Linked DNA regions of Sus scrofa: region 1 is linked to region 2. Evidence: chromatin contacts called from public HiChIP or PLAC-seq data. All regions are on one chromosome and are shown on one strand. Each heading gives the region's core, a stretch centred on a gene start, on an enhancer-like site or on the middle of the called end of the contact. The rest is flanking DNA. Distances are from core to core; before and after follow the strand shown. Region 1 overlaps METTL8 (methyltransferase-like protein 8). Region 2 overlaps TLK1 (serine/threonine-protein kinase tousled-like 1).

The links. HiChIP or PLAC-seq counts read pairs in DNA pulled down with a chosen protein or histone mark.
Region 1: an H3K27ac HiChIP or PLAC-seq map of alveolar macrophages shows a contact between it and region 2. The contact joins two enhancer-like sites. A contact is called at or near these places in 2 of 5 promoter capture datasets (fetal liver and liver), 1 of 47 Hi-C or Micro-C datasets (embryonic fibroblasts) and 1 of 2 datasets of contacts at active chromatin or transcription factors (alveolar macrophages).

Annotation. Positions count from the first base shown.
Region 1 is chr15:77,554,604-77,559,109 of Sscrofa11.1, forward strand. All of the region lies in intron 1 of METTL8 (methyltransferase-like protein 8), which reads right to left. Among named protein-coding and RNA genes, the nearest start is that of METTL8, 7.6 kb to the right of the region's middle. Within about 2 kb of position 2,173, at least 2 of the 83 cell types and tissues checked have an H3K27ac peak or open chromatin away from gene starts, as enhancers often do. A contact at or near this core is called in alveolar macrophages, where this site is marked.
Region 2 is chr15:77,184,839-77,189,196 of Sscrofa11.1, forward strand. TLK1 (serine/threonine-protein kinase tousled-like 1) reads right to left here. Exons shown (of 21, transcript XM_001927890.6): 14 at 3,407-3,488. Among named protein-coding and RNA genes, the nearest start is that of GORASP2, 88 kb to the left of the region's middle. Within about 2 kb of position 1,348, at least 8 of the 83 cell types and tissues checked have an H3K27ac peak or open chromatin away from gene starts, as enhancers often do. A contact at or near this core is called in alveolar macrophages, where this site is marked.

The sequences.
Region 1 (4,506 bases), core at 923-3,422, 370 kb after region 2:
AGATGTTCTTCTCATGTTAGACTGGGGTTATGGGTTTTAGGGAGGAAAACCACAGAGGTAAAGTGCCATTCTTACCACATCATATCAAGGGTACATGAGAGACACATGACTTATCACTGTTGATGTTAATCTGATAAACTGGCTGAGGTAGGGACTGACAGGTTTCTCCACTGTAATCTCCCCCGACTCCCACACAGTGTCTACCTCGGCAAGAAGTGACTACACACAGCCAACACTTAAGGAGGGAGGAATTATGTTCCACCTTTTTTTTTTTTGGCTGCACAAGGCATGTGGAAGTTCCTGGGCCAGGGATGAAACCCATGCTGCAGTTGTGACCTACACCACAGCTGCTGCAACGCTGGATCCTTAACCTGCTGCACCACAAGGGAACTGCCTGTTTCACCTTTTAAAATCATTTGGAATTCTTTCGCCCGGGAGATTTGTTTCTTCTCCCTCATTTATTTCATTTCTTTATATCAGTATGGATGCACAGATATTTATTTTAAACTTTGTGCTACAACCTAAAACTACTTAATTTTGTTGTTCAAACTATTCCTGCTTTGGCCATCAAGGGCTCTTTCACTTGGCTCCTATATCCTTTTGCCACCCTCTTATCATTGTATTTTGAGGCACTTCCCTACTTTCTGGCACTACGAGATGTTGCAGGCTCTTGTATATTCCTTGACCCAGTCCTAGAATCAGCCATTTCTCTAAATGTGTTTGTTCCTTTTATTGGAAATGGTCTGGATGCTGGGTGTGCCCCTTGCTACTAGGCTGTTATTGCTTCTAGGCCCTCTCGACCGACAAAGCAAGTAAATATATATGTGTATACTAAACTGTGTATATATACAAATATCTTCATCTGTAAATCTTCTCATATGTATCCATCTAAATCCACAGTAAGCTAAACTAGAGTTTATACTAATGTCGCCAACTCTAATCCATTATCACATGGATCCTTCTAGGCTTCTCCTCTTGTATATAACCTCCTACTCCACCAGTAAAAAACCTGGTTCCCATCGTCCACCATCAGTTATTAATTGTTCAATTCCAGACACATGTGTGATAATTTCAGAATTGTTAACCCATACCCCTCTGGGAAACTTTTATCAACTAGAGTACAGTGCTTATGCATAGTTCTCCTACTGCCTTTAGTTTTACAGTGTCAATTTCAAAGTTACTTAACGTCAGCACTTTTTCCTTGGCCTCTTTCACTGAGGCTACCACATACATTTGTAATAAGGCTAGATTCTTTGGTTATAGCATGCATTCTATCCTGGAATAGAATAGAACTGCCCTTGTTTTTTAAATTTTGTATACATTAAGGTTTACTTTTGTGCTGTAAAAGCTATACAGGTTTTAATAAATGCACAGTGTTAATGCATCCACCATTATATCATACAGAATCATTTTCTCCACCCTAAAAAGAAAAATTCTGTGTGCTACCTAATCAACTCTCTCTCCTCCCCAAATTCTCTACAACTTTATAAATTCATGTGATTCTCAATCCAGTTCTGTTTCCACTTAGCAGATGATTGAATGAGACTCAGAAAGAGTAAATGGCTTGGTCAAGATCTTACTAAGTGATGCTGTTGGTGCTACAACTTGTGCCTTTAGATCCTGCTGTGATGCTCTTTCTTTTTTCTTTTTTTTTTTTTTTTTTGGTAACTCGCTGAATTTATTTATGGCATCTATTTTGAATTCTCTATCAGATCACAATCTTTCATGAGTTTAACTTTTGTTTCTGGAGAATTGTCATTTTCTTTTTGTGATTCTGTGTGACCATAGTTTTTCATGGTGTTTGGTGAGTTATTCTTTGGCCAGTGCATTGGAAGTAGCAAATACTTTTCTTCTTTAGATAAAGCTTCCCCCCCCCCTTTTTTTTTTGGCTTTTTGCTATTTCTTTGGGCGCTCCTGCGGCATATGGAGGTTCCCAGGCTAGGGGTCTAATCGGAGCTGTAGCTTCCAGCCTACACCAGAGCCACAGCAACGCGGGATCCCAGCCGCGTCTGCGACCTACACCACAGCTCACGGCAACGCCGGATCGTTAACCCACTGAGCAAGGGCAGAGACTGAACCCGCAACCTCATGGTTCCTAGTCGGATTCGTTAACCACTGCACCACGACGGGAACTCCCTGTGATGCTCTTTCAATTACACAACTTTACTTCCTTGTTTTCAACAGGAAGGATCATGGTTGTATACAGAGACAAGGATAAGACAGAAATGGTGGTAAGTGATCATATGTTGCATTAATGGAAGCTTTTACACTAAAAATATGAGGAAGTGGAATTCTAGTCTAGTAATTTGGTGAACCTGATACCCCAAAAACTTTCTGCTATAAATTATTCCCAAAAGGCTGGACAAATACATTAGAAAAGTATATCTTGTTAAAAACATCAGTGAACCAGCAAGAAAGAGAAATCCTCAGAGACCAAAAGAACTCAGAGACCAAAGATACAAAGAGCTGAGAGAGCAATGAAGCCACCAGTTGTCCAAATCCCACAGTGGATTAAAAAAAACAAAACACAAAAATGTATTTAAATAAATTCAAGCTTCATTTAACATCAGAAAATATATTTATGTAATTACCACATTATCAGACAAGAAAAAAATTACGTCATCTCAGAAGTTACAAAGTATTTGATAAAATTCAACACCCATTCATGACTGAAAATAAAATGAACAAGGAGTTCCCGTCATGGCTCAGCAGAAACAAATCTGACTAGCATCCATGAAGACGCGATTCAATCCCTGGCCTCTCTCAGTGGGTTAAGGATCCAGCGTTGCCGTGAGCTGTAGTGTAAGTCACAGAAGCGACTCAGATCTGGCGTTGCTTTGGCTATGGCATAGGCCAGAGGCTACAGCTCCAAAGCGACCCCCAAACCCAGGAACCTCCAAGTGCTGCAGGTGCAGCCCTAAAAAGCAAAAAAAAAAAAAAAAAAAAAAAAGAACAAAACTTTTAGCAAATATAAAGTGAAAAAGGAATTCATTAACCTGATGAAAGGTAGCTACCAAAAACCTACAATATCATCCTTAATGGTGAAGTATTAGAAGTATTCCATTTATAAACATAAATAACACAAGGATGTCCACTATCACTGATTCTATTCAACACTGCATGGAGGTCCTGGCCAGTGTAGTAAGAAAAGAAAGAGAAAAAAAGGTAAAAGAATTGACTTTAGTCCTTTTTTTTTTTTTTTTGGGGGGTGGCCCCCGAGGCATATGGAGTTCCCAGGCTAGGGGTCCAATCGGAGCTACAGCTACCCGCCCACGCCACAGCCACAGCAATGCAGGATCCAAGCTGTGTCTGCGATCTGCACCACAGCTCGTGGCAATGCCGGTTCCTTAACCCACTGAGTGAGGCCAGAGATCCAACCGCAACCTCATGGTTACTTGTCGATTTCGTTAACCACTGAGCCAGGACGGGAGCTCCAGAGAGAAGAAAGTAACAAAACCGTCAGTTTCCTGAGGACATAATTATTTATATAGAAAAATCCCCCAAATCTTACAAATGACAACTATTGCTATTAAAGTTTGGTAACATTGCTAACCAAAAGATCAATAAACAAAGACAATTACATGTTTATATACAGCAAAATATACTTAGAAAAATCTAATTTAAAATATTATCATTTACAACACTGACCAAAAATATAATTTACTTAGGGAGTTGTAAAATATGCAATGCATTAAGAAAAAAATTATAAAATATCGCTCGCCCTTAGCGCCATCTTCTGAGAAACCTCCGCGCCATATGAGAGCGAAGTGGAGGAAGAAGCGAACGCGCAGGCTGAAGCGCAAAAGAAGAAAGATGAGGCAGAGGTCCAAGTAAACTTGTACACCATGGAAGCCACAGGATCAGAAACAAAGAAATCCCAGAGGCCAGGGACGTTGGTACAATTTGTTGGACTGCATGCCTTCTGTCTAGAACTTGTCTCAATGGGTCTAGAACAACTTTTCACCGTTCTGATCGCCTGGACCACTCTGAGACCCACCTTGCTCATATCAAAATGGTCCCTTTTGGTTTTTTGCCCTGGACCTGTGACTTTCTGGACTAATTCTGTTCTCAGTTGTGGCTGAATGTAACACGTGTACAATAAATTATCTGCTGTCTTAGCTGAAGAGAAAAAATTATAAAATATCATTTAAAGACACTAAAGAGGAGTTCCCGTCGTGGCGCAGTGGTTAACGATCCGACTAGGAACCATGAGGTTGCGGGTTCGATCCCTGCCTTGCTCAGTGGGTTAAGAATCCAGCGTTGCCGTGAGCTGTGGTGTAGGTCGCAGACTCGGCTTGGATCCCGTGTTGCTGTGGCTCTGGCGTAGGCTGGCAGCTACAGCTCCGATTAGACCCCTAGCCTGGGAACCTCCACATGCCAAGGGAGCGGCCCAAGAAATGGCAAAAAGCCAAAAAATAAAAATAAAAAATAAATGGAGTATAAAATAAATAAATAAAGACACTAAAGAAGATCTAAATAAATAGAGGGATGTCTTCAGATAGAATA
Region 2 (4,358 bases), core at 98-2,597:
GGTTTTACACTGGTTTGTTTAAATTAGAAGCCTATTTCTTAAATAAAAGAAATCTTTAGAGGTGACTTATAAATGTCTTAAAAAAAACAAACTCTGAATATCATCAGAGAGAGATGTAATAATTTAGGTTCCACCATGACAAATACAAAGGTGCTCCTTTAAGAAAACACTTGAAAGCTTATATATTTACTAGGAAGAAGGTTCCTAGACCCCACTCCCCATATCAATTTAACCTTGAAATAAACAATAGGGTAAACTGCTTGTCACAAAATTATAAAAATAACATAAGATGCAGTAATTAAGAATATTCACTCTGGAGTCTATTAGCTGCATGACTTTGTGCTAATAACCTCTCTCAGCATCAGTCTCATGAAGTTTGCGTTGTTGAGAATGAAATGGGATGAAACATGTAAAGTGTTTAAAATAATATATGACTCATAGTAAATAACCAATAAACATGAGCTAATTACATTATTGAAAGCTGAGTTTTAAGAAAGAAAAAATCAAAAAAAGAAGCTCATGTGAGAGAAAGCAAAAAGCCTTTTATGAAACTCAAAGGCATTCATAAATTCTTAGTACTGGAGTTCCCTTCCTGGCTCAGTGGTTAACGCCTCCGACTAGGAACCATGAGGTTGCGGGTTTGATCCCTGGCCTCACTCAGAGGGTTAAGGATCCGGCATTGCCATGAGCTGTGGTTGTAGGTTGCAGATGCGGCTCGGATCCCACGTTGCTGTGGCTTTGGTATAGGCTGGCGGCTACAGCTCCGATTTGACCCCTAGCCTGGGAACTGCCATATGCCGCAGAGCTGCCCTAAAAAGCAAAAATAAGTAAATAAATCCTTAGTACTAATAAAATTATCATCAGTGCATATTGATTATAATAATTGTATGACACACTTTTCTCCTAAGATTAGGAGAATAAAGTATATCCTCCCATAAAGCTAAGATGGTAATCACTGAACAACTAATTCAACACTTTCCAACTTGGATTGATTTAAAACTGCCGGTTTCCCTCTGGACCTGCCAACCATGAAAGGGCTCTGAAGGGGTTGGAGGGAGCTGTCATTAGTAAATTTAAGTCAGTTCTGAGGGCTTAAATCAGTAGCCTCCCCCACAACCTGCATTTTCTTATTTCTATAAAAGCTTTTTCTTCAAAACAGTGGACATACTATCAGGCGGTGGCAGAAGGCTATCACGAAAGCTATTAGTAAGCTCAGAAGCTAGGCACCTTTTAGGCTGAGCTAGTGCTAGCTAGCTGTACTTTTGGTGATAAACTATTGTGATCTTCTTTTCTACCTTGTGGCCTGGGTAAGACAACTTAAGTGCTTGATGATGAACTCTAATTAGAGTCAAGAAAAAAAGGAACTAGAAGAGAGCTCACAGGTCGCTCTTGATTGGGTGATGCTTAATGCTTGTCCAAGTAAAACCAAAACCAAAACCAAAACCAAACCAAACATAGTTTATGGTTGAGCCAAGATCAGAAGTGAAGTTCTCTGAATCCAAATAACTTAATTTCCTCCAGAGTCAGAATGAGATACAGGTTGTCTCCTTCTAATAATAATCTGGTGAGCTTAACATTTACTCAACACCGATGTTCTATGTGATTTACCTGTGATAGTTTGTTTATCATTACAGTGATCTTATGATGTGGATACTGTTATTACTCCCAGATGAAGACAGGGAGGTAGGTAAAGGACAGTAAGCAATAAGCCCACATTCACATAGGTAATAAATAGTAGAATTAGCCAGGATCCAAACCTAGCCTGCCTGGGTTCAAATCCCAAGGTTTTTTCCTTTTTTGCTATCTATTCATTTATTTCTCAATGAATTTTATTACATTTATAGTTGTACAACAATCATCACAACAAAATTTTATAGCATTTCCATCCCAAACCCTCAGTGCATCCCCCCAACCTGTCTCATTTGGAAACCATAGTTTTTCAGTCTGTGAGTCAGTATCGGTTCTGCAAAGAAGTTTACTGCGTCCTTTTTTTAGATTCCACATGTAAGTGCTAGCTAGCATTTGATGTTGGTACCCAAGGTCTTTTTTCTCTTTTTCTTTTTTTAAAGGCCTCACCATTGGCATATGGAAGTTCCCAGGCCAGGGGACCTGCTGAGACACAACAGGAACTCCGAGAACCCAAGGTCTTAACCACTGACTATACCAATACATAATGAAGCACAAAGTTTACAAGAAGCTTATAAAAGCCAGCTAACAGGGAAGCCCTCTATAGGAATTGGAGTTTAAGGTGAGACTATGACCTTCATTATGACTTCATCCTAACTAAGAGCAAATGGGAAGTTACTGGGGCTTATAAGCAGGGGAGTGAGATGATCAGACTGCATTTTTTAACAAGGCCACTCTAACTGCAGCATGCACAAATGAACTGGAGAAACTCAATGCCCAGAAAGGTGATCAGCTAAGAGTCAGGCAGCAATGCAAACAAGAGACAATGAGGTCATCGACTAAGAGAGAGGAGAAGAGTCATTGCTAGCTTTAGGAGAGCTTAATGTGACATTATGACAGCAGGCATCAGGAACTGGTTAGATGCTGGAAGGGAGTTAAAGGAAAGGTGAAAAGAAGGACGGATGGCTTTTATGCTTTTCAGTTGAGGAAATGGGCAGATAAATGGCAGTGCTGTATATTAAAGTAGGGAGCAGTGTTTGGAGAAAAAGAGGTTTGGAGAAGAAGAAGATAACTTCTATTTCAGACATGGGTTTGCAGTGCTTGTGAAGCGTCCACGTGAGGTGAACAGACTAAATTATGTAAACCAAAGGTATGGGGCTCAGAAGGAAAGTGTGGGGTAGATATCTATGTATCTATATCTGAAATCAAATAGACAATAACTTAGTGAATGGGAGGGGAATACATTTGAAAAGGAGAATACAAATGACAAGAGACCTGGAGGAACTACAACATTTAAAGGTTGGGCAGAAAGATAATATAAAGTAAAAAAAAAAGTATAAAGTATTATACATATGAGTAAAAATTTCTACATCTATACATTTGAGAAACACCAGCCTTAAAATAGGTAGTAATCTGGATAAATTCAGGACATATAAGACTTGTGACTCGTGTTTAAATTAAGAGGTACAACCTTTCCATAAATTTACTAAATTGAATGGCCACCTGCCTAGCTTGAATCTAATGGCTGTTATTATTTGCATCAGACTGGCTAGTGGTAACCAGGTACCAAATATTGGAGGGAGTGCAAAGGAAGATGTAAGGATAGTTCTTAGACTCCTGATAAGACAACATAGGCCACCACAGACTCTTTTTTGTAATGAGAGGACACAAAACCAGTCAAAAAAATCATAAAATCAATAAAAGACATGTACTTCCTAACTACCTACTCCTATATCCTTGCTATATTAATATGAAAAACAGAAAAAAAAATGTACATTACCTTATACACTTCACTAAAGCCACCTCTACCAAGCAGATGAAGTAATAAATATCTTTCATTTAATGTTGGATGATCCTTGAACCTTAAAGGTGGGAAAAAAACACTCAGGCACATGAAAACACACATAAAAAGGTTCCTTCCACAATAAAGTTACACTCTTATTCTATGCCTATTTCTTTTTCAGCTACTCTGCTAATTTTGAATCCCATTCCATACTTCTTTTCTTTCTCTACCTGCATGACTATCACCCATCCTGATGCTTTGGTGTTCAAAGAGCTTAACATTTCTATCTGAATATTCAGATTCAATGTCCAATTATAACACTGTGATAACAACCTGCCAACTACTACATTACTAAGAGTTTTATGAAATCCTGTATCTATTCAACAGGAATTACTTCCCTTGGAAAAATAAACTTTTATTTAGGAAGTTATGGTTAATGAAATTTTACAGCACTGACACATGATTAAAAATATTTATAAACTGGCTTTCATCCACGGTTAAATTAAATTCTACAGTCTGATGTCTATAAATAAAATTTTAATTCTCAACCAAAAAAGAAACACTTTAGGAGTTCCCGTTGTGGCACAGAGGAAATGAATCGGACTAGGAACCATGAGGTTGCAGGTTCAATCCCTGGCCTCGCTCAGTGGGTTAAGGATCCAGTGTTGCCATGAGCTGCAGTGTAGGTCACAGACACAGCTTGAATCCTGCATTGATGTGGCTGTGGCGTAGGCTGGCAGCTGTAGCTCTGATAAGACCCTAACCTGGGAACCTCCACATACCACTAATGCAGCCCTAAAAAGCAAAAAAAAAAAAAAAAAAAAAGACAACAAATTTTTTCTTTTTAGGACTGCACCCATGGCACACAGAAATTCCTGGGGAGTTTCCATCGTGGCTCAGCATTAACAAACCCCACTAGTATACATGAGGATGCAGGTTTGATCCCTGG